Linked DNA regions of Mus musculus: all the other regions are linked to region 1. A link is a contact called in public HiCAR-type and HiChIP or PLAC-seq data. All regions are on one chromosome and are shown on one strand. The core of a region is the stretch at or near the end of the contact, and the rest is flanking DNA. Distances in the headings are between cores, read along the strand shown. Region 1 overlaps Brdt (bromodomain, testis-specific). Region 2 overlaps Hfm1 (HFM1, ATP-dependent DNA helicase homolog). Region 3 holds the start of Cdc7 (cell division cycle 7 (S. cerevisiae)). Region 4 has its middle 27 kb from the start of Cdc7. Region 5 has its middle 30 kb from the start of Gm33371. Region 6 overlaps Rpap2 (RNA polymerase II associated protein 2).

Evidence for each region. HiCAR-type assays count read pairs that join an accessible place to other places. HiChIP or PLAC-seq counts read pairs in DNA pulled down with a chosen protein or histone mark.
Region 2: an H3K27ac HiChIP or PLAC-seq map of DN3 thymocytes shows a contact between it and region 1, with 7 times the contacts expected there. The contact joins two enhancer-like sites. A contact is called at or near these places in 1 of 15 datasets of contacts at CTCF or cohesin (the NIH/3T3 cell line), 3 of 115 datasets of contacts at active chromatin or transcription factors (DN3 thymocytes, embryonic limb bud and large pre-B cells) and 1 of 9 other capture datasets (adipose tissue).
Region 3: an H3K4me3 HiChIP or PLAC-seq map of embryonic limb bud shows a contact between it and region 1, with 4 times the contacts expected there. The contact joins the promoter of Cdc7 here to the enhancer-like site in region 1. A contact is called at or near these places in 15 of 39 promoter capture datasets (the 3T3-L1 cell line, 3T3-L1-derived adipocytes, the C10 cell line and 9 more), 1 of 15 datasets of contacts at CTCF or cohesin (the NIH/3T3 cell line), 3 of 484 Hi-C or Micro-C datasets (bone marrow-derived macrophages, embryonic fibroblasts and embryonic stem cells), 30 of 115 datasets of contacts at active chromatin or transcription factors (the 230-238 cell line, the NIH/3T3 cell line, the SCID.adh cell line and 21 more) and 5 of 9 other capture datasets (adipose tissue, embryonic stem cells, liver and 2 more).
Region 4: a HiCAR-type map of fibro-adipogenic progenitors shows a contact between it and region 1, with 8 times the contacts expected there. The contact joins two enhancer-like sites. A contact is called at or near these places in 2 of 484 Hi-C or Micro-C datasets (muscle stem cells and tail fibroblasts), 8 of 115 datasets of contacts at active chromatin or transcription factors (the NIH/3T3 cell line, craniofacial prominence, embryonic basal ganglia and 5 more) and 1 of 9 other capture datasets (embryonic stem cells).
Region 5: a contact with region 1 is called in an H3K27ac HiChIP or PLAC-seq map of large pre-B cells, with 4 times the contacts expected there. The contact joins two enhancer-like sites. A contact is called at or near these places in 6 of 115 datasets of contacts at active chromatin or transcription factors (DN3 thymocytes, T-cell acute lymphoblastic leukemia, bone marrow-derived macrophages and 3 more) and 1 of 9 other capture datasets (embryonic stem cells).
Region 6: an H3K27ac HiChIP or PLAC-seq map of T-cell acute lymphoblastic leukemia shows a contact between it and region 1, with 4 times the contacts expected there. The contact joins two enhancer-like sites. A contact is called at or near these places in 8 of 39 promoter capture datasets (the 3T3-L1 cell line, 3T3-L1-derived adipocytes, the C10 cell line and 4 more), 8 of 484 Hi-C or Micro-C datasets (the CH12 cell line, the G1E-ER4 cell line, Th1 cells and 4 more) and 2 of 115 datasets of contacts at active chromatin or transcription factors (T-cell acute lymphoblastic leukemia and double positive thymocytes).

The regions. Positions count from the first base shown.
Region 1 is chr5:107,357,776-107,362,044 of GRCm38.p6, reverse strand. Brdt (bromodomain, testis-specific) reads right to left here. Exons shown (of 19, transcript NM_054054.2): 9 at 4,110-4,269; 10 at 3,036-3,208; 11 at 2,572-2,852; 12 at 2,340-2,465; 13 at 2,058-2,273. Among named protein-coding and RNA genes, the nearest start is that of Brdt, 29 kb to the right of the region's middle. Within about 2 kb of position 2,509, at least 306 of the 459 cell types and tissues checked have an H3K27ac peak or open chromatin away from gene starts, as enhancers often do. A contact at or near this core is called in 3T3-L1-derived adipocytes, DN3 thymocytes, the NIH/3T3 cell line and 19 more, where this site is marked.
Region 2 is chr5:106,889,529-106,893,797 of GRCm38.p6, reverse strand. It overlaps Hfm1 (HFM1, ATP-dependent DNA helicase homolog), which reads left to right. Exons shown (of 40, transcript NM_177873.3): 18 at 254-348; 19 at 967-1,100; 20 at 3,849-3,896. Among named protein-coding and RNA genes, the nearest start is that of Hfm1, 34 kb to the left of the region's middle. Within about 2 kb of position 1,942, at least 114 of the 459 cell types and tissues checked have an H3K27ac peak or open chromatin away from gene starts, as enhancers often do. A contact at or near this core is called in DN3 thymocytes and adipose tissue, where this site is marked.
Region 3 is chr5:106,962,138-106,966,406 of GRCm38.p6, reverse strand. Cdc7 (cell division cycle 7 (S. cerevisiae)) reads right to left here and starts at 2,085. Exons shown (of 12, transcript NM_009863.3): 1 at 1,982-2,085; 2 at 1,293-1,474. The coding sequence starts at 1,389.
Region 4 is chr5:106,989,055-106,993,323 of GRCm38.p6, reverse strand. No RefSeq gene overlaps it. Among named protein-coding and RNA genes, the nearest start is that of Cdc7, 27 kb to the right of the region's middle. Within about 2 kb of position 2,468, at least 73 of the 459 cell types and tissues checked have an H3K27ac peak or open chromatin away from gene starts, as enhancers often do. A contact at or near this core is called in the NIH/3T3 cell line, fibro-adipogenic progenitors and muscle stem cells, where this site is marked.
Region 5 is chr5:107,013,003-107,017,271 of GRCm38.p6, reverse strand. No RefSeq gene overlaps it. Among named protein-coding and RNA genes, the nearest start is that of Gm33371, 30 kb to the left of the region's middle. Within about 2 kb of position 1,816, at least 64 of the 459 cell types and tissues checked have an H3K27ac peak or open chromatin away from gene starts, as enhancers often do.
Region 6 is chr5:107,616,342-107,620,610 of GRCm38.p6, reverse strand. Rpap2 (RNA polymerase II associated protein 2) reads right to left here. Exons shown (of 13, transcript NM_144911.3): 7 at 2,435-2,470; 8 at 1-789. Among named protein-coding and RNA genes, the nearest start is that of A930041C12Rik, 15 kb to the left of the region's middle. Within about 2 kb of position 2,335, at least 7 of the 459 cell types and tissues checked have an H3K27ac peak or open chromatin away from gene starts, as enhancers often do. A contact at or near this core is called in T-cell acute lymphoblastic leukemia and double positive thymocytes, where this site is marked.

The DNA.
Region 1 (4,269 bases), core at 1,260-3,759:
AGGAATACCTGCAGCTTGATGGTTAAACTGATTTCCTGGTATGTAAGACCTTGGGTTCACTCTCCAGTGCCAGGAAAGGGAATAAAATTTGTTGCTTTTATTTTAACATTATATATTTTTAAAAGCGTCTAAATCAGTCTACATGTGTGGGCCTATGATCTACTGCTTGAGGCCATGAATGCAATGGATATTTTTCCAATACTGTTCTATGCTCAGAAGTCAAATATAAGAAATATTTTATAATAAGAGCTGCACATGACTTTAAAATGTATTAGAATGACAAATCCTAACCACAGCAAAACTTCTGTTGAACTTTACTAAATTGTTCTGCAAGTTCAAGGATGGCTTAGGCTTCAGTGCAAGCTCCAGCCCAGCCCAGCCCAGGACACTCCCTGAGGACACAGCTTGGTGCTGCAGTGCTTGCTCACCTTGTGTGCATGCACAGGTGCCTTAGTCCCACCACCACACAACAGAAGCAAAGCTCTCTGGAAAACATGCCACCAACCATGAATGCTGATCAGCAGATACAAACTCAGCAATGTTTTAGGATTAGAATTCTGAGTTTGAGCTGTTCTGTTAAAGTTAGAAACCAAGTTTCTGTACCATTTTAAGAACATATAGATGATGATAAACATTTTCTTCTCTTCAAGTAATATACTAGAATATCATATCAAGTAATATCTAGAATATCATATCAAGAGTTTTGTGTGGTATAGCACACCTGCTGGGAGGCAGAAGCAGGAGGATTGCTGAGTTCAAATCCACTCTGGCCTACAAAGTGAAGTCTGGCTACACAGTAAGCAAAGACAGGAAGGGAAGGAGAGAGGGAGGGAGGGAGGGAGTGAGGGAGGGAGGGAGGGAGGAAGGAAAGAAGGAATTCTAAATACTAAGGCGCTATACCAAAAAACTCTATGCAGTATTTTTTTCTAACTTTCAAAGCATTTATTGAATATTTAAGTTAAATAATTCAAATTAATAGTCATAGTTTTATCCCACAAATAAAAGACAAGGTGCTGTAACTTATTAGGCCACAAATGCTTTATTAGATAAAATTACAATTAATTACAATTTAAAATACTAAATGCAACTTAGATTTTTCCAGTATTGTTTTATGCTTAAAAGTCAAATATAAGAAATACTTTGTAATAAGAACTCTAAAATGAGTTTTAATGTAATGTATTAAAATAACAAATTCTAACCAAAGTAAAAATTCTTTTAAATTTTACAAAATTGTTCCCCTCTATATACTCAGAAATGTGAAAACCAAATCAGCGACTAGCTCTACAAAAAATAAATGAATCAAAACCAAAGGAAAACAGAATCGCTGCCAGCCAGCAGACCCTGACTGTCAACTGCAATTCTTTACGCTGGAGTTTCTGTGAGGTTCTTTTTAATTAAAAAGAACTGAACCTCACAAGAAACATCCCATTAACAATAAAGCACATTTTAGGGAAGAAAGCGCCCTGGGTTCTGCATTTGCTGCTTGGTTAAAATGGAACACCATTGGTGGGGTGGACAGTGATCACATGGCAGCTGTCCAACTAGTAATAGAAAACATGAGTGGCCTGGCTTAATACAACTGACAAACTGCACAAGAAAATGTGGTACTTCCATCTTTTTCTATAGATGATAGGTAATAATATGTAGTTAAAAAACATAAATTAAAAAAAAAAAAAAACTCTCTACAAATTTTGGGGTGAGTGGCTTCTTAATTCAAAGCGACAGTTCAACTCAGAAAGCAGTGTCCAAACAGGACACACTTCACATCGGAGTGACCCAAAGTACAATGGGAACACACTGAGGCCTCCCAAATAATGTTTTCATTAAGAAGTGAAAGCAGCACCCGCAGTTTTTCAATCTCGTACATTTCCTTAGGAGACCTCCCATCAGGCCCAAGTCACATCCTTTCCTTCTTTTATGGAAAGAGTAAGGATTTTATTAAGGATGTTGGCATCCAAAGCATAGGTCCTCCTCTACACATTCTCCGGACGCTACAGGAAAGGCCACCCCCCCACCCCCACCCCCACCACCGCAGCGGTGCCTACGAGCCAGCTAACCTGGTTCAGAATCGCTGCTGTCGGAGGAGCTCGAGTCGCTGCTGCTGCTCGCGGACCCCGAGGAGCTGCTGCTGCTGCTGCTGCCGCTGCTGCTGCTGCTGCTGCCGCTGCCGCTGCCGCTGCTGCTGCTGCTGTCGGTCAGGCGAGACCCACTGGCCAGCTCCGGGGGAGGCGGCGGGGGCGGGGGCGGGGGCGGGGGCGGGGGCGGCTTCTCCACTGCAAAACAGGGAGCGTTAACAGCGGTCATGGCTCACGGGTGGGCGCGGAGAAACCGCCACCTACCTTTTGCTGGACGTTTCGTTTGCCGTTTCCTACAATTCAGCTGATTGTTGACGTCCAGCAACCGCCTCTCCAGCTCCAGCTTTTTTTCAGAATGGAGCTCCTCCTTAGACCTGACAACCTTCTTTGCTGTGAGAGGAGGAGCAACCGTGAGTGCGGGGAGGGGCCTGGAGGTGGGGCGTGGCCTAGAGGCAAGATGGGGCGGGACCTAGGGATGGGGCTGGGCCTGGCCTACCTTGGGGCTTCAGCGACCTCTTCCTCAGACAGGCCAGGACATACTTCTCCAGTTCTCTAAGTGTGGATGCCTTCAGGGTCTCAAAGTCGATCTCGATCTCGTCCGGGTTGGAGTTTCTCAGGGAAGGCTCCCTTGACTGTATTATGTGAACTATTCGACCAAGCTTGTCTCCAGGCAGTTTGTTTATGTCCAAGCTCAGCTGCCTTTTCTCATCGTAGTTCATAGGCTTCGCATTGTCTTCCTCTTCCGATTTCAAAAGCGGCTTCTTCTTCTTTGGTTGACTGTAACAAAATTATATATTGGTTTCATATTTTTAAAACATTTTTGTTGGTGTGGGAATTTCATACAATGTACCCACATCACACAGGCATTCAGTTCATCTTGATCCAGGCCCTCACATAGGCTAACTGTGTGGTCCTTCACTGAGCCTGCCTCCTGGGCAGTCACTCACTGAACATGCTTACTTGATTTTGGCCTTCTCCTTTTGCTTCATTTGCTTAGGCTTTTTCCTTGGGTTTTCATCTCTGTTATTAACCTTTTTCCTTTTTGGCGCCCTTTTGGACTTCTCATTCTTTTTCTTCAGCTTACGTAATGGAACTTGGGACAGAACTTGCAGCTGCTGATGAACAGCATTAAGCTGGGAAAGGAAAAAATAAAAGCCTTTAAACATTTATGTCTCTAAAGCACTAAAGATACTAGAAAAACATGGTACTCCAAAGTCATGCCACCCTTTGTGAAATTCATGTCATGTTCTACTTCCTTCAGGATTTTGCTTCATTTTGGAATTTCAGTGTTTTGAAGGGTATATAAATAAATAAATAATAAACAAACTGTATAGTATAACATAGTATAGTAATAAAAACACTACAGCCCAACATTTCTCAGTATTAAAGTTTCTTTCAAAAGATATATATATCTTACAGGTGGTTGTAAGTAGCCTGGTACACATGCTAAGAACTGAACTCAGGTGCTCTGGAAGACCAGCCAGTGCCAATAACTGCTGAGCCATCTCTCCAGCCCTAGTCTTCAGATATGACCTCAGTAAAAGTTACTATTTTATCACAGAAAGTAGCAAGTGATCTCATTCTAAAATATTCCACATTATACCAAAAATCACTTCAGTAAGAATCAACTACTCAGACTATAAATGCAAATAGCAGAATTGTAAATAATTCCCAGGCATCATGGTGCACACCAACAATCCCAGCACTTGAAAGGCAGAGGCAGAAGGAGCAGAAGTTTATGACAAGCCGGGTACATGAGACCATTTCAAAGAGGAGGAGGAGGAGGAAGAGGAGGAGGAAGAGGAATAAAATGTGGTGGTAGTGGCTCTAGAACTATAGTATACAGATATTTGAGTAGGAAATTTTGAACATGGCAAATATGCCAAAAACTAACTAAAGCTATAGACATTAGGTGATGCAACTAAAGCTATAGATGGCATTAGGTGATCTAAACATAACAGCTGTGACTCTGCAAGCAGTGCACCACTGACTAGCCGCTTGGGAACCATCAACACTTGCGTCATATACGGCCACCTGCTCCTGAAGCTTGGCAAGATGCTGCACTCGTTCATCCTCAGAGTCTTCAGAAGAGGCGTCCCCCGAGGAGGCCTCGCTGCTGCTTTCTCTGCTGAGGGCTTGTGCACTGTTTGTTGTAAGGTGGCATGCATGCATACTCTCAATAGGTTCATCGGGA
Region 2 (4,269 bases), core at 693-3,192, 470 kb after region 1:
AGCTTATCAGCATATATGAAAATTACATTAAATCTTACATTTTTAATTCAGTTTACAAAGATTTATTTTCACTTTAATATTGTCAAAATTAAGTTATATTGAAACAAAAGTGATATTTACAGTTATACTTGGGAGACTTTTTAAAATTAAACTTTTTGTTAATATTAAAATTCAGCCTGAAATGAGAAAGTTCTGAGAGAAAGACTCTGTCCTCTGTGTGCTCTAACCTTTCCAACCTTGTGCTCTGTTGCAGTTTGACACTACAGCTACTGCAGTCATTATGACTCGACTAAGTACAAGAGAGAAGTACGTGCAGATGCTAGCTTGTAACGACACTGTAGAGAGCAGGTAACAGAGCAGTTCCAAAAGGAAATTAGACTAGTGTGGTGTGTTCCCTTTAGTGTACACAACAGAGATTGGTTTGCGGATTTCCTAAGGCCATTTGCTTGAAATAGAACAATTTAACTGTAAAACTAATGTAATTTTAGGAATTAAAGACAACAGAATTATCTAGTGGTGATTTTTAACACACAATGGTACATATCTTTGTTCTAAAAAATCCTAAAAAGGTAATAAGGTCTCGTTAATTATTAACTTACAAGAATTAAATTTGTAATTACTAACTTTTAATAAGAGAAATATTGTCACACCTTTTTATTTTATAATGAGAGAGAATAATATCTGGGATGGTTTTCAGTGTGCCATAAGTACTTATCTTTGGTAAAGTAGGATAGAATCTACACTACTGTCACCACAGTGACCTTTGCAAAAACATGTTGAGAACTGTGAAATAAGGAGAAACCTCAGTTCTTTAAGATCTTTAACTGCCTTTTAAAGATTTTCTTATATTTTTGAAATTTATTTCATTATTAAAGTAGCAACTAATATGTATATTATTAGAGCTTAAAAAGTAAAATTTATGTTCTTGAAATTCACATTAATCATGCAGAGTTTTCCCTCCATTAGTTTGCACAGACATCTTATTGAACATTTAAATGCAGAAATAGTGCTGCATACCATCACAGACGTGAACATTGCTCTGGACTGGATCCGATCAACAATGCTGTATATCAGAGCTCTGAAAAACCCATCTCACTATGGTTTGTTACTTTGACCTGGAAATATAGTGATTGTTTTTCAAACCACCAGGGTTTTTATTTATACTGTTAAAGATTAGATTACAGAATAATAATAACCAACAACTAATAACCAACAGAAAAAAATAGTAGCAGTCACCAGTATATTCAGAGGTAAGAGTAGGCAAAATGAGAGCACACTGTTCTACTCCTAGTCCTTTAATAAGCTTTAAAGTTAACACTGTTAAAAATAGACTCAGTGGAAGAAAAAAAAATTAAGTACATAAACTAAATTAACATAAGTTAAAGCTCTAAATTTTTGAATCTTTCTCATACTTATCATTCAGCTTCCCTCTCATTCTAAATTTGTAGCTGTTCATTTTCCAATTTGTAAGAACACAAAGCAAATCATAAAATAAAAGCAAATAAGGTACAATTTTCCATTTTATGCAAACAATGTCCCATTGTATTAGTTTTCTAACAAATTGCTTAAAACACAATATCTTGGAACAACGGACATTCATTATCTCATGCGGTTTCTGAACCCAAGCGTCTCAGCTAGCAGGTCTGGGTCAGAGTCTCTCTTGAGGTGCTGGCAGCACGTCAGCCAAGCTGCAGTGGCCTGAAGGCCTGGCAGGGCTTGCAGACTCGCCCAGAACGCTGGCACAGAACCTTGGCTGAGGCTTACTGTTTCCAATGTGGAGTTTTCCTGCATCTCTCTTCCTGCAGGAAGAGTAATAAAAGACAGGCTGGCTAAATAAAAGCTGCATTTCCTTGTTTGTAACTGTAGTCACACGTCACTTACTTGAAAACAAGTTAGTCCTGGCCACCTGCAGGGGAGAGGAACTGAGTTCAGTTGCTTTGTGGCCTTGGCAAACCATGAATCATAGAAATCCCCTGCCCTAGCCTCCCAGCTTCAGAGCCTGATGCCACTATTGTTCTGCACCTGTCTTTGTAGTTTCTCCCTAGTATATTTTGGAGGGTTTCTGTTAAGTTTTAGGCTAGTGTATGAAGTTATAGGCTTCACTGTGACATTTTCATTGTGTCTGTCGTGCTTTCTTATGTTTATGTCCTCCTACTGCTTTCCCTCCCTCCACAGCCCCCTGTGACTGGACCTTCCGATCCCCACAAACATGCTCCCTTCTGCATTATGTCACTTGATCCATTACCCTCTCCATCATCCTTAAGGTCTCCTTTTCTCAGAGTCTTCTTTCACATCACACACACACACACACACACACACACACACACACACACACACACACTGGATTACATACACGAGTCTGGCTTATTTCTCTTAACATAATGATCTTCATTACAATTTATTTTCCTGAATATCTCATGATTTCATTTTTCTTCATGGCTAGAAAAATATCCATTGTATCTATATGTCCATTTTTTTTATCCGTTCATCTGTTGGCAAACATTTAGACTAGTTCAGTTTCTTTCTATTGTGAGGAATGCAGCAATGTCTAAGGCTGGGCATGCATCCCTTGGTTATTTACTGAGGAGTGGTAAAACTGAGCCATAACATATTCTGTTTTTAAAATAAATACCTAAGGATTTATTTTACTTGTTTATTGTGTGTATATGTCTGTGTGAGCATACACGTATACATAGGTAGTGGTGAGTGGGGTCTAGAAGAAAGCACCACATGTCCTCCTCTGTCATCAGTGAACCTCTTTGAGGAATGGTTTCTAACTGAACCTGCACCTCTAGCTTTCTCACCTAGTCATCCTCCTGTCTCCACCTCCCTTAGAGCTAGAGTTACAGGCAGGTGTGAGCTGCTGACCTGGGTGCTGGGAACCTAACTCAGACCCTCTGCAAGAGAAGGTGAGCTCTTAACCAGCCCCACCTGACATGTCTAAGCAGTTCCAGTTGATATGAAGTTTCTAGGTCAGAGGGTACATCATTTTAAAATGTAGTGCCTATTGCTAAATTATTGTCCTTAGTGGCTTACATGGTTGCCAGCAGTTCTTGGGAGTACTATATTCACATATTCCCTACGGGGTATATACTTGTATCTTTTTATCAGCGTTGTGCAAAATTCGTCTATGCTGCAATTTGCACTTCTTCCTCCTTGTGAGTAATTTATTTTGTAGTGAATTTTTTATATTGTATTACCACAGGAAGTGACAGAAATCTTAGGTATAAAAGTTAAATTAAATATATACACATAGACACAGATACCCACATCCAGTATGTAGAAGGTTTTCCATAAGTATGGAAAGTTATAAGTATGCTCATGTTATATTATATTTCTTGAATTTCATGTAAACAGAAGTATTTCCTTTTCTTCTTCAGTTTCTTTTAATTCATAATGTTCACAGATTGCTTTAAATTCCTTTTGTTATTACAGTATAGACCCAGTTGTATCAATACACCACATTTCAGCCAACTATTTTGTAGATAGGCGTAGAGATCATTTCCAAATTTTGACTATATATACCTGCCTCAAGTGCACTTAGCTCCACACAGACATGCAGACATAACTAAATATAATAAAATAGATCTTTAAATTGATTCTACATGGTTCTTGCTCAATAGTTTCAGATTACTTAATACAGATTAAGAAAACAAAATATAGCCAGTTGAAAAGATTTCAAGATAGTGGTTGTGTTCTATGAATAGTTAAGCCTTTTTAAGCTCATTAAACTGCTATTAATCTATATGAAATATAGATGCGATTTTAATGTGAGATTTAAATTGAACCTGTAAAGACAAATTAAATACACTCCGATTTTTTAAATAAACATTTAATCACTCACACAGGTTTTTCATCTGGATTGAACAAAGATGGGATTGAAGCAAAATTACAAGGTTAGATGTATTTCCTTCTAATATCTATATATATTGTATAAATTTTGATGAGAAATATCAGTTACTAAAGAAATAAGAATATATTTTTGTAAATTATTTTAAAAAGGAAACTTGTCTGGAAAACTATTTTTATGTACAAAATTTGGCATGTATAGTTTTTCTGTATTTATTAATTCTGTCAGAATATCTGCTTTTGTATAAAATGTTAACTTGGCTTTATCTTTATTGTTTTTTAAATGACCTTGATCTCTGAAAACACTGCCCATAGAATAAACACTTTTTTTGTTTGTTTGTTTGTTTCGAGACAGGGTTTCTCTGTGTAGCTCTGGCTGTCCTGGAACTCACTTTGTAGACCAGGCTGGCCTCGAACTCA
Region 3 (4,269 bases), core at 836-3,335, 400 kb after region 1:
AGATATTAAAAAAGGAGAATTCCCCTGAAAATAATTCTAGAACTAGATCAAATTCATGCATGTGTGACCCCTTTAATTAATAAACAATGTGCACCAGAAGTCAAACTGAATATGGAAAACTGAATGTCTGCACTGTATGTGTACTTGCTAATTAAAAAGAAAAGCCATACTGAAAAACAGGCTATTGTTTTTTAAAAATTAAAAAGGAAAACTAGGTAACAGCAGTGTTTCGAGATGAATCTAACGGCATAGGAGGACACCAACCAGGACAAGCAGCAGCAGCATATACAGCGCAAACAAGCCGGAGAGTGGGAGGACTGCACCCAGGGGGAGCACGGGGAAGGGAGAAGGGGACTCCCAAGTTTTTAAGTTCTGAAGTAACTGTGTTGTTCATCACCAGGAAGAGGACCATTGTTCTAACAACAACGGACAGTTTGGTTTTAGCCAGAATTCAAAAATATGTGATGTTATGCTTTTTTAAATGGGGTTAAAGCTTTTGGGGGGGGGTATATAAATTGTGTATCATAAATTAAAAGTCAAAATTAGTATCTTTTTGGATAAGTCTAAATTTTCTTAGGACAAAGATGGCTAGCTTTTAGGAAAGAATACAGTCAACTGGAATTTTGTTTACAAACATGTATGTTAAGTGAACACTACCACATGGGCACTGTGCACAGTGTTTCTTGGGGTGGGGCTGAGGCAGGGTTGAACTCCTGATCTCCACCTCCCCTTGGGTTTACAGACGTTTACCTCTATGTCCTGCTGAAAGTACACAATATGGGACTTTTCAGCCACCTTCTAAAACTAGAGTCTGCGGCTGAGCTACATTCCACTTTACGAAGAAAAAAGTATCCGTTACAAACATTCCACTTGTTTCTGCCTGTGAATTTTGTTTATGAATCCTTAATCCCTTCCCCACCAATTCCTAAAACCAAACTTTACACAGTAAGGCTACAGTGGGTGTGGAAGAAAAAAGTCAGGTGTCAACAAACATGCTTTCCTAAAAAGCCACTAATATTTGGACCCAACCGACGTCCTCTAAAATGAAAACTGGATTCCACACCTCTTAAAACGCGATCCAATCCTAAATCTAGACTTCATGATATTATGTTGACATGTGAAATTTAAACATACAACTCAGTTTACTAGTCAGGTGTGTGTGTGGTTTTTCTGTTTATTTCTGGGAGTGTAATTTAATTACATTTCTTTTTTCCCCTTTCCTCGAATTAGAAGATGCAGACTGGCTGCCCGTGCGACTTCAGAACCGTGTGACCGTGGCATTGAGCACATACCTGAAAGTTTAACACTCTGCTCATATTTTTTTAAAGAGTCATCAGCCGGACACCTGTCACTGCCACGAAGGGAAGAAAACGCCATTGGCTCCTCCATCTGAGTCCCCAAAGAGGCTTCCACTACGCACGACTGGGATGCAAAGAGCGGGCTACGGGGTCATGTGCACAGGCGAGAGCAGCAGCTGTGAAAATCACAACACGGTGAGAAGGGCGAAGTAGCTCACCCAAGCAGGCACGCACCAAACCACCTGCCCTTCAGGAGGTAGCACTAAAACCCGCACCATATGTCCAAATCCCAGCCGGAGCGGCGTCGCTGCCACTGGCCTGCGGCGAGCACTCCCGCGGGGGACAGGTGGAGCGGGCTGCAGCCGGCTAGGGATCCCCGGGAGGCTGCGGGGAAGGACTGCGGTTTGCCCGGGAGGAAGTCGCTCGCCAGGGCGTGACACTCCACTCGACTGGAGCCGACCGAGGGCAGCAGGGTGCCAACAGAAGGATAAATGAATGAATGGGCCGCCCTGGGCGAGTGCGTAGGGCGGACTGTCCGCCAGTGCCAACGGGAAGCTCAGTGCGCAGGCGCACCTCTTCCCGCCGCGGGATGCCCGCAGGGCGACACGACCTAAGTCACGATCAAGAACTCGTCCCCGGTCCCTCACCGTCCACGGCAGGGGGGAAAACTGTCAGAAACTCACGGTTCACAGAAGTTAGGACGTCCGCGGTCGCTTCCCTCAGGAGCGTCCCACTGAGCCGGGCCGCCAGGCGCGCATGCGCGATTCTTCCCGCGCTGCTTTGAATTGCTCATGCGCATTCCGAAGCCCTCGGCGCCTGCGCAAGAGGCGTGGTTTTTCAAGGCGGGGCGGTCGGAAAGGAAGAGTGCAGCAGAGAGGGCTCGGTGGTCCTTTGCTGAGTTAGCGAGCCCCAGGACTAAAAAGGCGCCCGGGATTCCTCGTCCCGTCGCCCGGTCCTTAGCGTTCTCTCTCGGCCTCACACTGTGGTCTCAACACGCTGGACACTTCTCGGGTAAAAGGCACTTGGTTGAGTCCGGTTTTACTTTTCTCAACGAAAAACAAAAAGTTTAACCACTGGTTCTTGAGGATCTTATAGTAGAGACCAGCTGCAATGTATGTTGATCATTTATTTAGTTGTGATATAAACCAGTTTTTAGGGACTGAGCGAATAACGGTGGTGAATAAGGCAGTCAAAAAGCTATCCCAATTTCGCGTCTTTTAGTAACCCACTAAGTCTATATTGCGTGGGTGTGGAGTGATCCACTGGATTATGCATCGGACTCTTAACACCGGTTGCATCTCCAAAAAGAATGATCCCTCCTGGCCTGGCAACTACGCTCTGCCAGGGCCTCAGTAAGGGACTGGGCCAGGAAATTCCCTACCCCATCAATGCTGGAATTTTGGCCCCTCTTGTTCAGGTAACCCCACTATCGAGAGTCATGCCATAGCCAGAACTTGACAACCCCAGCTCTGACATTCTTAGACGACAGTCCACCTCCACTAGAGCAGCCTAGCCCAGACCAGAGAGAGTGTCCAGCTATAGGCATGTTTATTCAATCAATAATTTTTACTAGCTCCTGGAATATCATAACTGTGATTTTCATGCTACAATCTGTTTACATGGTATACAGGTGTGTGTATGTGTGTAAATACATACATAGTAAAAGAATTTCTAAGGAGTTAGTATTATTACCATTCATTAGATTAGTTAACACAGTGAAAGACCACAAATATTTTTTTTACTTTAGCATTAATAGTGAAGAATTATAAGTAGTGTTTTCTGATAGTTCTTTTTTTTACAAGAAAGCCCCAATTTACCTTTTGCCCATGAAAAATACATTTACCTCATAATCTTCCACAAGGCACAGATGGAGAAAATATGACAAAACTCTATGCTGATTTTATTAGTCAGGGTTCTTTAAGGAACAGAATTGACAGAATGAGTATGCAGATGTGTGAATGTATGTATTTATGTGAATGTGTATATATGTGTATGTGCTATTTATCAGAGTGGCATGCATGCTGTGGTCCAGGTTGTCCAACAATGGAAAGGCAAAGAATCTGGTATCTTTGCTGGATGTCTCAGTAGTTCCAATCTGCTGCTGGTGTCCCAGGGAATTCCTAGAGAGCTTCTGACCTTCAGTTTGCTTCCAAAGGAGTGGTTCCAACACCAATGACAGCTCAGCATCAGGGTAAATGGACTTGCCAGTGAGAGCAAGGGGAGCAGGCAAAGAGCAAAGCTTCCTTCTCTTACTTCCGACTGTGTGGGCTGCCAGCAGCAGTGGTGGTCTAGATTCACGGTGGACCTTCTCATCTCAGATGATCGGGATTTACAGTGGATCTCCCACCTCAAACAAACAAACCTAGAAAAGTCCCTCATAGGAAGACCCACATGCTTGAGTTTCAGTTCATTCCAGATGCAGCTAAGCTGAGAACCAAGATTAGCCACCATACCCTTGTCCTTGTTAAAAGCATGGCTGCAGGGCTGAAGACATGGTTTAGCGTTTAAGAGCACTGGCTGCTCTTTCAAAGGACTAAGGTTTACATCCCAGTACCCACATGGCAGTTCACAACTGTCTGTAACTCCAGTTCCAGGTGACCTGACAGACCTCTATGGAGGCAGAACATCGATGTAAATACATTTTTAAAGTTTCTTTGTTTTAAAGCATGACTGGACAGTCAGTGAGTCTGATGATAAGAAGGAAGGGAAGAAACTAGGAATGATGGTTATGTTGTAATTTCAGCACTTGGGAAGATGAGACAGGAGGATCATCACAAGTTTGAAGGCAATCTCGGCTACATTAGAGAGACCTTAGTTCAAAAGCTAAAAAAAATAAAAGTGTAAAGGTAAGGGAGAGCTGTCATAGGTGTGAGGCAGTGGTGGAGCTCTTCACGCTCCTCAACTTCAAGGCCCCGAGTTCACTCCCTAGTACCACCACTATGAACACACACACACTCACATACATTCACAT
Region 4 (4,269 bases), core at 1,219-3,718, 370 kb after region 1:
TTTCAAAGCAACCCGTGCAGAGCCCATGCCTAACAGCACTGGGACAGGGCTCTCACAATTGAGGCACTTCCTCTAATCACTCCAGGGCTTTAGTGAAATTCTAGGCCATTGAGCCTGCTGCAGCTCAACCTTGCCAGTTTTGCACCCATTCCTTCGTTCCTACCCATCTTTTCACGTGCCCACCTCTTCTGTAACATATCAAAGTTTTAAGGTCCTGAAAAGAAAAGGATAGTGGAAAGGTAGGAGAAAACAGCTCCAAGCAAAGCAAGTATAACACCAACAAATAGTCACATAGTAAAACCCTGCTCCCCCTGCCCTCAAATCAATAAATACATTTATTTCAATTTGCCAGGTGTGGTGGTGCATACCAGTACTTCCAGCACTTGGAAGGCAGAGGCAGGTGGACCTCTGTGTTCAAGACCAATCTGGTCTACAGAGAGTGTTCTAGATCAGCCAACGCGCCACAGTGAGACACTGTCTCAAAAATAATAAATGGATAAATAAATAAATGAATGTACTGAGTGCCTGGTAATAGCACCAATAGATAGATAGAGATAGGTGAGAGAGAGATTATAGATATATGATGCATAGATGATAGATAGATGATAGATAGATAGATAGATGATTATTATAGATGATAGATGATAGATACATAGATGATTGATAAATGATAGATAGATGATAGAAGATAGATTGATAGATGATAGATGATTGATAGATTAGATGATAGATGATAGAAGATAGATAGATGATAGATGGATGGGTGGATGGATGGACAAACGGACAGACGGATGGATGGATGGACAGATGGATGGATGGATGGATGGATGAATGGATGGAGTGAATGCCTTGTATTCCCAGCACTGGGAGCAGAGATAAGCAGATTCCTTGCCAGTCATCCTAGCCCACATACTCAGTTCCAAGCCAATGACAGACCCTACCTCAAAGAGGGAGAGGGAATGTCACCAAAAGCCCAAGATTGTCCCGACTTCTCCTTACACAGGTACACATGTATGTGCAAAAAGTAAGAATGGGGAAAATGAAATTCTCTAAAGTTAATATCCAGCGAAAACTAAAAAGCTAAAGGCCATGTTTTTCTCCTTACTCCAATTTCATCATATGCTGGGAAATGTATGTATATATGTATGTATGTATGTATGTATACACACACACACACACACACACACACACACACACACACAGGAAGGGACACGGTGTTCTCATTTCCACCCACTGCATTCTTCCCAGCTGCCAGTTCTAACATCTGCCATCCCTTAAATGTGAAACGGAGCATCAGGTTTGAGGGCTCATGCAGTATTGCTAAGCCCCTACTTGCAACAAAAGTACAAATAGTCTCTGGGGAGAGAAGTCCCCACAGTGTCCTTATATCATCACATATGCTTATGAATGCTACAGATGTCGATTAGGCAGAAACTTCTGAAAGTCCCTGTGCACAAAGAGAAAGTTCTCCAGATTTCTCAATGGTGGGGCTAAGGCTAGAGTTCTTGGCTGATAACATTGCTATACAAGGAGAGTTTGCTGCAACATTTCGTAACTCAAGAGTGCAGGCCTGCGGCCACACTCTTACAACACAGTTGGATTCATCTCACACTGCGGTGAGGAGAGAGTGGGAGGAATTTAAACATTCTTAGCTTTGTTTGGATTATCAAAACAATTCCTCTTTATGGAGTGCACCAAGGTGTATCTCACGATCTGTCCAGGGCAAAAGACAGGTTAGGATCTGATGTGGAGGCAGAGAAACAAAGTGGTTTTGTCCCTGACTACACAGTGACTGGGAAGGCGGTCTGGGTGAAGGTACATAGAAAGGGGAGGCTGGAGAAGGAAATTAGAAGGAGGCAAATGGCAGAGAGGACAGACCCTGGGGGTGCTTTGAACATCCTCGCTGGAGCTTAGCATGGAAATACAGTGCTGGCAGATATGCCTCTGACCACTAATAGACAGAAGGGGGGTGCATTGGAGGGAGGAAATGAGCCCCCAAGCTTCAGGAGCGGCTTTCCTCCTTCCAGCTATGAAGGTGGGGGCAGGGAGGCGCTCAGCATTTCTGCTCATGCCCAAAGACTTAAAAAGATACACAGAGCTTCATTTCTAGAAGTCAACTGTCATTGACCTCAAAGAACAAAACACAAAAATATACCTCACTGCAGGCATGCTATGTGCTGAGCACTAGAGACCCAGAGGCACGTACATTAGACAGATAAAGCCTTGTTGTAGATGATAGACAGGAGGGACTGGTAATACGGTACAGGGGAGCCCGGGGAAGGAACACAGGTGAAAAGCCCGGGGTAGAGAATGGTTAAACCACCACCAGCTCTGTTTGCCTGAACACTTAGTTTTCTGTGAGAGTCGATGTTTTGTGTTTATGTCTTCAAAGTCTTACTGATAGATCCATCCAAGTGTCCCGGGCAGCTGCCTCACAGAACATGCCAAAGGAATTCCTGCCATCTGGTGGACAGAGGCAATGTCACCGTGCAGCTCCAGGGTCACAGCATCCAGATTCTGCTACCCTGAGTTAAGTCTGATACAGCTGGCTGTGGCGGCCCCGCACCCACAACCTCTGCACCAGGGAGGCGGAGGATCACTAGTTCAAGGCCAGTTTCCGTTACACGAGCTCCTGTGTAAACTTAAACAAACAAGGGTGCTGGAGAGTGGACCGGAAGTCCAGAGCACTTGCTCTTGCAGAGGTCCTGGGTTTGGTTCTCGGCACGCACGCCGTAGCTCAAACCATACTTAATTCCCATTCCAGGTGAGCTGACACCTTCTGTGGTGTACATGCATGCAGGCAAAATATTCATATGTGTAAAATTTAAAAATCTAAAAAAAGAAAATGAAAAGTCCGACTATAAATACCCTGATGTGCTTTATTCTTTTGTAATCATTGTTACCGATTTATTTTATTTTATTTTTATCTATGTGTGAGGGCATGTGTGTGTGAGTTCAGGTGCCCATGGAGGTACCATGGAGGTGCTGAGAACTGAACTTGGGTCCTCCGCAAGAGCACTAATTGTTCTTCCCTGCTGAGCCCCCACCCCCACCCCTCATCAGCCACTCAGATGTACTTAACAAAAGTTAAGGAAAAATATGCAAGAATGTTCTCAAGAAATTCAACCATGTCTGAAAGAGGACATGGAGAATGGCGAGGGGACGATAGAGAGCCCGCTGCATAGTTGTTCTGATGCTGTGTTTCGGGGCCACTTTTACCCCTCCAGACTGCAGGCACATAAAAGCGCTTTGCAGCTGAGATTCCTTTCAGTCTTGGCTCGCTCCTTCACTTCACACTCCTCCAATCAAAGTTTCTTTTTCAGTCGATAAAGGGTAAGCAAGGAGGCACTAAAACATTTCCCAGTTGTGCTGTTTATACTTTTAAGTGTGAATATCCGAGGTCCCACTCAATGCTCAGACACTCAGAGATACACGACCATCAGTCCCCAGCACAGATGGCCTCAGACGCCCATGTTCCGAGGAGAACATACTTTCAAAATTAACAAGTTGGAACGCACTTCTAACAACTTATATTACTCCCAGTTGATGGACTCGATTTTATAAATGCAATTTGGACTCAGAGATGTTAGACTTCTCAGAACAAACAAGCTTTGGGGACTGACGTGATACGTTTAGAATTGAAGCTATCTTTAAAAAAAAAAAAAAAAAAAAAAAGACTCCAGAAGAAGGGTCCTACATGTATATATCAAGTGTGGACATTTTTGCTTTTCCATGGTATTTTATACACACTGGCATTTTTTATTGTTGTGACATTTGACACAAGAGCAAGAGTTAAAAATGAGACTGTGCTAGAGTTATGAAACTTTTGCCCGCTGGTCTTTCACACAAGGCTGTGAAGGGTTACTGTGGATAAAGTTCCCACCAGCTGTTTCTCCTCCGCCGAGGTCAATGTTCTGGGAACAGAGTACCAGCAGCTTGGAGAGGAGAGAAATTAGTCCTGAGATGGATGGGACCTCGGGGGAGCTGGGAAGCCTTAGGACAGACAGTCCACCACGGGAAAGCAGTATAACCCTTCAGATGTCTAAGAATTAAAGAGGCTATCTTTAGACTGGGATTGTCCTGGTGGGTCTTGGAAATCCCTCCATCGGGTCAAGTTCCCAGGCGGCTCTAAGGCCTCGGCTGACTACTTGTGTCTCTCTAGTGGTAAGAAATGTAAAGAAATGAATGTGTGGTCTCTTCCTTCAGGAGACTTGTACTTCACTACAGGTCTCCGAGGAAGTCACTGTCACACAGACATTCCAGGGAAGA
Region 5 (4,269 bases), core at 567-3,066, 340 kb after region 1:
GGATTGCAGAGGGGAAACCGGGAAGAGGGATAACATTTGAAATGTAAATAAATAAAATAACCAGTAAAAAATTAAAACGAAAAAAGTTCAAAATTAAAGATTCTATGTGTGTGTGAGAGAGAGAGACAGAGACAGAGAGACAGAGAGACAGAGACAAAGAACAAGATGAAGACCAGTTATTGAGAACAGAACTCAGAGCCTCTAGAAAAGCAGCACTTTGGTCCTAACATCTCAGTCCTCTCTGAAACTCCCTTAATAAAATATTTTTAAAGTAAGTTTTTGGTGATTACATGAAACTTTACTGATTCTAAAGTCAAATTGACAAATGCAGTTATAAAGGAGTCTAACTCCATTCTTATCTCAAGAACCCGTTTTCTTCTCTTATAGCTAATCATCTTTAATTGTGTAGTTGATATTTCTGGGTTTCAGTTTTAAAAAATTACACAACAGACACTGCTCCCTTCCTGTGTGCATGCATGCACGAGTGTCTTACTATCGGTTCTTTTGGATTATATCATAGGGCTTGCTTCATATTGATGCACAGATGTTTCCTAGTCCTTCTTAGCATGTGTGGGTACAATAGTTTATTCTCCCGGTTCCTCAATTAACAACAAAAACCACTAAAACTCTTTGAATGAGATTAGATCATTAGATTGTAAAAAAAATGCTGGTATTTTTTTTTTTTTGGAAAAAGGCATAATTGTATGTTAAGATTTATCCTTGAGTTCTCTCTCTCTCTCTCTCTCCTCAAAAATAAGACACTTGTAGCTATTTTCAAAATCATGGATTTGGGTTTGATTCATGAAAATGGCCTTGCTAGATACAGAATACTTTCTTCCTCTTAATTACTGCATTAAAGAAAGCTTGCCATACTCTTTACCTCATAGTCATGCCTCAGTTATTAAATCCTTGAGATTAGCACGGGCATAATGCTACTGCTAATCCTGCACTTGGTTCTGAAGGCAAAGGACACCACACATCCCACAGGGTCACATCCTTCAGTGTCTGTCATTTTAAAACATTTCTCCTGCTTTGACTTTCATGACCTTGATATATTTGGTGATTAAAAATCAAGCCAATTACATTGTTGTACTGTGTGTTCCTCCATTCGTGTTTATAGTAAGTTTTTATTAAGATAAGTAGTATTAATTCTGACTATGTTAGTGTTAGTCCCAGGACCTTGGTGGGGAAGGTGGGGCAGGATGAAGAGAAAGAAATATCTAAGAAGAGAGGTCGGTTCTCTTTGTACATGTGCTTATCTCAGTGCACACAAAGGAAGGGGGCCCCTTTAATGGAGAGCCGGCCTGGGAAAGGAAGCCAATTCCCCCGGAAGCCCTGTAAGATAAGAAATCTGGGGCTCTGTAAACTCATTGGCTTCCGCATCCTTTTACCCTCCTTAGCTTCCTCCTTAGTCTCAGATCATTTCAGGTTAGGGGGAGAGGTAAAAGCCCCTCAGGCTGAAACTTGGAAATGGGTCAAGACAGCTGCTGCATAAGAAACGGGGTTGCTCAGGTCTCGGGTATGGTGAGTCCATAGCAAGCACTTGAATGTCAGCAGCTGCTATGACAGGGTTCAGAGCACGCCTTTCTCAGGCCATGGTCTGGTGCTCCACTCATCTCCCTCATCCCCCTGCTGCAGGAACACCCTCCTCCTCACCCTCCCCTCAATTGACACTCGATGCCTCCCGAGCAGGAGCTGAGTTTTTATTAGAGCAAGCAAGAGGAATGGTGTGTCCCTGTTTAGCATCGTGCTCCTAGGGCAGGAAACAGCTAGGTGAGGGCTCAGGTTGATGTGGGAGGAGTCAAGAGCAGCTGGGGCATCTGGAAGGAGAGCCCAGTGTATATCTGACTGAGGCCTTTGCAACTACTCAGGCGCTTCATCCACTCATCATGGAAAACTCAAAGTGTTCTTCACACAACAGCCTTCGATAAACTTTTGAGTTTCAGTTTGAGGTTCAGAAGTCAATATTTGCTCATAGGAACTCTGCTTGCTTTCCCCCACACTTCACCCCTGGGCCTTTAAAACTCCTTTCTGTCAGTGTCTAGCTTAAGGAGCAACAGTCATTGAAGGTCCCTACAGCACCTCCCCTCCCCTTGAGCAGTTTTTAACCCTCTGGTGACTGATATCCAGGTAAAGTCAGCACTCTCTGGGTTTTCATTGATATTTTATGAATAGGACAGATAGAAAACACAACATTGCCAGAGTGGCTTGTGGATTTTGTCAAAGGGCTTAAATTTGAAAGCCTCCCTTGCCTTGTAAGGAGCCCTTTGAAAGACGATCCTTTTGAGCCGCTGTGGTTCCAGAGGAAGTACTCAGCTTTAAGGGGAAATGCTTGCTCTGTCCCCTGGTCCCACAAGTGGACATGTGTCACAAACACACACATACGCACCCTTTCACTGGATCCTTCTGCTTCCTGACCTAGCAATCAGATAATTTGGTGAAGGAGATGTTAAAGTACTATCAAGCTGAATTTTGGAAAGTGATTTCTTTCTGTGCCTGCCTGTGTTCTTCAGGAACCAGACTTACCTTCGGGCTTCTCGCAAGCCTACCTGGCTGTTACCAGGGAGCCGCCCAGTCTTTGACCTTCCGAGGATTACTACTGGGGAGCAGAGGCAGCCCAGTAGCTGACACACTCTAACTTCAGACAGCTTTTACTGACACAGGGGTGCCCACTCACTGAGCCCAGGACCTGGTAACATGAAGGCAAATAAGAAAATCTATCAAATCTGTCAGATATTATAATCTTAATCTACTTAAATAAAATCTTGTCAAGAAAGAGAAGGGGAGTCGGGGAGCGGAGAGAAGCTAAGCGGTAAGACCCCAGAAAGCATGTAGAGACAAAGGTGTTAGTGGGTCAGGTTTACAGTCTTGAGGCAGGGAGACAGAGATAGAAAGATCCCAGGGAAACACTGGCCAGCCAGGCTAGCCTTAATGGGGAGAGCTATGCCTCAGTGTCACCTGGGAGAATGGAGCCGACAAGAGACCGACTAAAGTCTCTTGCCGTAGCCATCTTTACTCAAACATCAGACAGTTCATACTCCGAGGGTTAAGAAGGTCACATGAGCAAAGTTCTCATGGGTTCAAGCTGCATGCAATCACAAGGACAAGCTGCTCCTGGCAGGCACATGTTTTTCTATATATTCATATTTTTAAATTTTTTTAACATTTAATTAAATAACTCCAGCATGCAACAATGAGTAATCTGAAGTAAACACACTCCTATTCGCTAGCTACCCCTGGGAGGAGCATGAAAACACATTCCAAGAACAATCCCATGTTTGGAGAAACTGAGGTCACGGGACTCTTGTTGTCTTGGCGTGTTCTCGAAAGCACCCAGAGTTCTCCTCACGGGACTCTGTTCTCAGACTGTGTTCTGTCTGACAAGTACCAACACCCAAGTTGGAAAAAAAATTCCTACCAAATACAACAAAGTAAGAGACGCTAAACAGTGTCTTAGAATGTATGAGGGCAATCACAGAGCGAGGTAGAAACCACTGAGAGAAGGCAGAACAATTTACAAATTGGCTCAGAGCCAGCAGCAAGTAGGTGGGCTTCATAGAGGGGGTGACTGGTGAACAAGACCAAAATATGAACAGGATGTAGGCTCCGGGACAAAGTGCTTTCCATGCAAATGTGCACTGAGGTTGGATCCCTAGAACTCACATAAAGCCAGATGTAGAAGAGAATATCACTCATCCCACACAAAGAGTAGGGGAAACCCCCAGGGGAAGCCCTGGTAGAGTGCTACCCAGCTAGCCTGACAGATACAGAGAGAACAAAAGACTCTGCCCAAAACAAAGTGGACAGTGAGTGCTGACACCCAAGGCTGCCCTCTAACCCTGACATGTATGCCCTAGAATGTGCACATTGGCATACACACACACACACACACACACACACACACACACACACACACGCACACAGAGTCATAAAAATGAATGGGATTGGCAGTTAAGAAGATGGAGCATTCCAGGAGGACTGTGAATCTTATGAGGGGCTTCAGCTATCCGTCTTAATATTTATTCTGTTTTTCAGGTGAGGGACACAGGTTTAGACCCTGCTGGAGGCCGTTCAGCTGCGCAAAACGGAGCTGTGGTGTTGTCTCAGTGCTGTCCTTCAGGTCATCATCAGAGCTGAGCTGGTCAATGTGGCAACGTAGCCCACACAAATTGCCACAAGAGAAGAAGTACTCAGCTGAGATGAGAGACTTTGCAAACAGAAAAAGAAAAAAACAGGCTAGTAAGGTAGCCCACTAGGTAAAGTGAATTC
Region 6 (4,269 bases), core at 1,086-3,585, 260 kb before region 1:
CTAAAGGGCAGTGTTGCATCTAGGGTGTTCTGAGCTTGACTCAGGGCAGGACCACAACTACCTGGGTCACAACTTATGTCATCTTCATCAAGTTCTTCATCAGGCTCAGAGGCTGAAGAGGGTTTCAGACACACAGAATCGTGGTTCTGGCCATATAAAAACTTCAGTGTTTCTTCTGTCTTCCATTCAGTCAGAGTGTCCGACAGAACTCGGAGTAAATTTGCCTTCGCAACCTCAGGACGCACGTGTACCAAACCAGAGGCTGACCCAGAACCTGGATTTGACTTGGCAAATTTGCTCCTGAAATGCTCAGCACTCTTCTTGCTTATGCCTACAAGCGTAACTTGTGATACACCGTGTTTATGTTCAGAAATGGCTGAAGTGTTAAATCTGTCACACAAAGGGCCAGGTGAAGAAATCTGAGTACTTTCTTTCTTTAAAGGACGTTTACAAGTGGCCACTTTCTCCTGACTATCTAATCTGCAATTATCCAGCTGCTCGGTAACCTCTGACACGGTCTGCTCTCCCTCCTTGGAGTCCACGTTCTGAGCAGCCTTCTTTCTCATGATGCTGCTTTTTGTGTGCGGCTGCGGTCTTGTATCCACTGCCTTTGGTCTGTTTCCTGGTAGAAGAGAAGAAACAAAGCCTTGCTCCTCCTCATCACTGGCTCGCTCACTCCAAGAGCTGGAAGAAGCAGGGTCACACTGCGCCTCCAAGGCGCCGGAACCGTCAACATCTGCTGCTGTCACGGCATCTCGGAAGAACTGTACTACTTCTCCAGAACTGCCGCTGTACAAGGAGAGACCACCAAAACCATGTCAATGGAGACAAAGCTTCCCACAGGGACGCTGGGAATTCCCACGGTAAGAATTTCTGTCCCTCAGAAACAGCCTTACATTTTATACTCTCACACTGACATTTCAGAAGGCTTTCATTTCTCCATATTTAATACACATTTGACAGAATTCTTTTCCAGCTTTCCTTTGCCTTTTCCTAACATTTTACAATTCTTAAAGCAGTATAGCAAACACCATAACCCTCTAAAGACTCTATCCTACTCAACAATTTTGAGTTTTGCTTGAAAAAATAGTTAATATTTTCTTGTTCTGGCTGACCATTATACAGAAATTTTCATGTAATGAAAAAATACAAAAGTCATAACGAAAAATGAAGTTGGCACATCAACATAGTTCAATGAGAGATATTTAAATCTGAGCGCTCATGAATGCAAACAATAAGATAACAGCTGTCCCATGGTTGCACATTTTGATTTTCAGATTCAGTTTCAATCACATTAAGAATTCTGAAGGAGCAAAGGCAAAGCAGAAGTTCCTCCAGCTCATGTTGAGACAAACAAGCACCCATGAGCACTCAGAGTTTGAGGCCTAGTCTAGAAGCACATGGTGGGAAGGAGTGAAGGCCAAGCTAGACAGCAAAGAGCTGAAAACAAGTCCTAGTGGGACACAGAAACTCATCAAAATTTCCAAAATTCCAGGATCACATATATTTTTTTTAACCAGACTCTAACCTACATCATCAGGCAAGTAACTTTTGGATAAGAAGAAAAGAAAGTTTAACTTTAAGAAACTAGATTACAGGCTAGAAAGACAGCTCCGCAGTTAAGATCACTTGCCCTCCCAGAGGACCTGGATTCAATTCCCAGCACCCAGGTGGTTCACAACTGCCCTTAACTTCACTTCCAGGGATTCAACACCATCTTCTGACCTCCCTGTGCCCGCTGGACAAGCATATAGCAAATCGACATACATGCAGGCAACACATATAAAAAAATAAATGAAAAGCTGAAAGAAACTTTCATAGTCTTTATATCCCATTCTGTCTCTTGAGGTTTAAAGCAATGACGTTTTATACTAGGTTAAAGCCAGAAAGGTGTCCATCAATAAACAAGGATCTCTTATTTGTACTCAATACCCTGTGACTAAGGCAGTGATTAGCAACCAGGGACATGTGATCTGAGAGTGAAAGGACCTGTCCTGAGAGACGGCTGGAGCTGAGCAAACACCACCATGAAGAGCTGTGAGGTGGGACTGGCAAAACCAAAAACCAAAAATCTATAGTCTGCGCTTCATATTGATATGTAAGATATTCTTTCAAATGATCAACACATTAATATCTTAAAATCATATAAAACAAGACCATAAAACCCTTTCTCCAAATACAATTGGCACGACCTCACCAACAAAGGAGTGGTGTCTGAGAGAGAGGCTATGTTTGTGTCTATTTCAACAGCTTCAATTAGACTTCCCCAGTGGGACAGCTGCACGATAAATCAGACAGATCAAACAAATCATCTTTCCCTCACAAAGGAAAATGGTGAACGTGTCACACGTTTCTTTGTAGCACACAAGCACAGGAAGTCCAGGCGATCACACCACCTGGCCCACTCAGGTCAGTGAAACTGACTGGAACGAACCTTTGTCCTTTCTTCAGCAGCTGAAAGTCAGGAGGCCTGGAACAAAAACACAGAGAGAAGAAACTGAAGGCAACTGACCCAGCTTGCTTGAGTTTACTACAGCTGTACTGCATAACAAATATAATTAAAGGAGTATTTCAGATGAAGATTTCTTTTTTCTTCCTTAAGGAAACAAACGAAAAAGGGGACAAAGTACTGTAAAATACATGCACAAAAATCTGGATTTGGTGGTTTTGTTTTTTACTTAAAATTTACTCATTTTCAAAACTAAGTTCAAATTCCATGCACACAGTACCGCTTCCCTTGACAAAGGTAAAATCACTCTGCTCCCTAAATTGTAGTCACTGTGAGCTCCAGTCAACATGGTTGTCAGGTTTTCTTTATTGTCAGAACTGTTATCTACGTGTTTTACTTTACACATGCTTAAGCTGGGTTCTTAACTGATCCACCAGCTCTTCAGACAGAGACTATATTGTAATTCTCATCTGGTCACCCTAACTTCTGAGACAGCCATGATGTTAAACTGTGTTCGTTTTGGTTTTGAAGGCCTTGAACTCATAAAGGCCCAGTGCTGGGAGGAAAGGTGTCACCACGCCTGGCTTTTTAAAAAGGTGTTTTGGTTACATAAATATCTGTGTCCTGAGTGTGTGCCTGGAGAAGTCAGAAGAGGAGGTCAGACATCTACAGACAGCTGGGAGTTACATGTAGTCATTAGGATGTAAACCAGGATCCTCTGCAAGAGCAGCAATGTGCTCCTAACCACTGAACCACCTCTTCAGCCCCTGCACTGATTAACTTAGCCCTGAACAATGTGGGTATACATTGTTTGACCACCATGAACACTGAAAAGGCAAATACAGGGCTGGAGATGTAGTTCCGTTGGCACAGCTTCCCTAGCATACTCCATTGCCAGCACCACATTAACCAGGTAGTGGGCGATGGAGGCAGGAGGATCAGTAGTAGCAATGTAGCAGTTTCCTCTGAGAGAAACATTCCATCCTGTAGCGAACTTCTCAAACTAGATGATCAACAGCTCAAAACAGAAGTCCCTGAAACTGACCAGATTCACCAGGTCTCTCCCTGCTTAAAGGTAAATAATGAAGCCTGGAAGAGAGTCACTCTCAAACAAACCAAGCTGAAATGAATGCTATGCTATGGCAGACCAGAACAGCTGCCTGGAAGAAGCAGAGACCAGCCCAGCTGCCTGGAAGAGCTTTAGAATGGGTCACCTGGAAAGGACACTTTCCAACTTGTTGAGCCTTCTCCAGGTTCCTGGCTTCTGTGAGCTGTCACCCAAGCAGGAGTCAGCTTTGGTAATGGAGCTGATTTTGATCATTTCTGCTCGTGTTAGTAACCCTCACCCACATCTCTGTAATAATACCAATAAGACACACTGGGTCACTGTTTGACTTTGGTCTGTTCTGGGTTCCCTAGCTGGGATGTACAGTAGGATGTGTGTTGTGTCTCCCCAGAATGTCTTGTCACAGGGTGACAGAAGTTCAAAGCCAGCTGGGGCTGCTTCAAAGGAAAAAGTGGGGCAAACAGGGGGACAAACATGACAGCCAGTGAGTCCATGAGGACAGAAAAAAATTCAGAGTACCTATGAAGGAACTACAAAGAGGCTTTCTTTTACAAGTAATTTTTGTGTTGGGGCTGGAGAGGTGGCTCCGTGGTTGATAGCACTGACTGTTCTTCTAAGACCAAGATTTAATTCCCAGGACTCACATGTCAGTTCACAACTGTTTATAATGCCAAGATCTTACACAAATACCCTCACACAAACATATATGCAGGCCGAGCACCAACACGCCAATGCGCATAAGAAAAAAAGAACA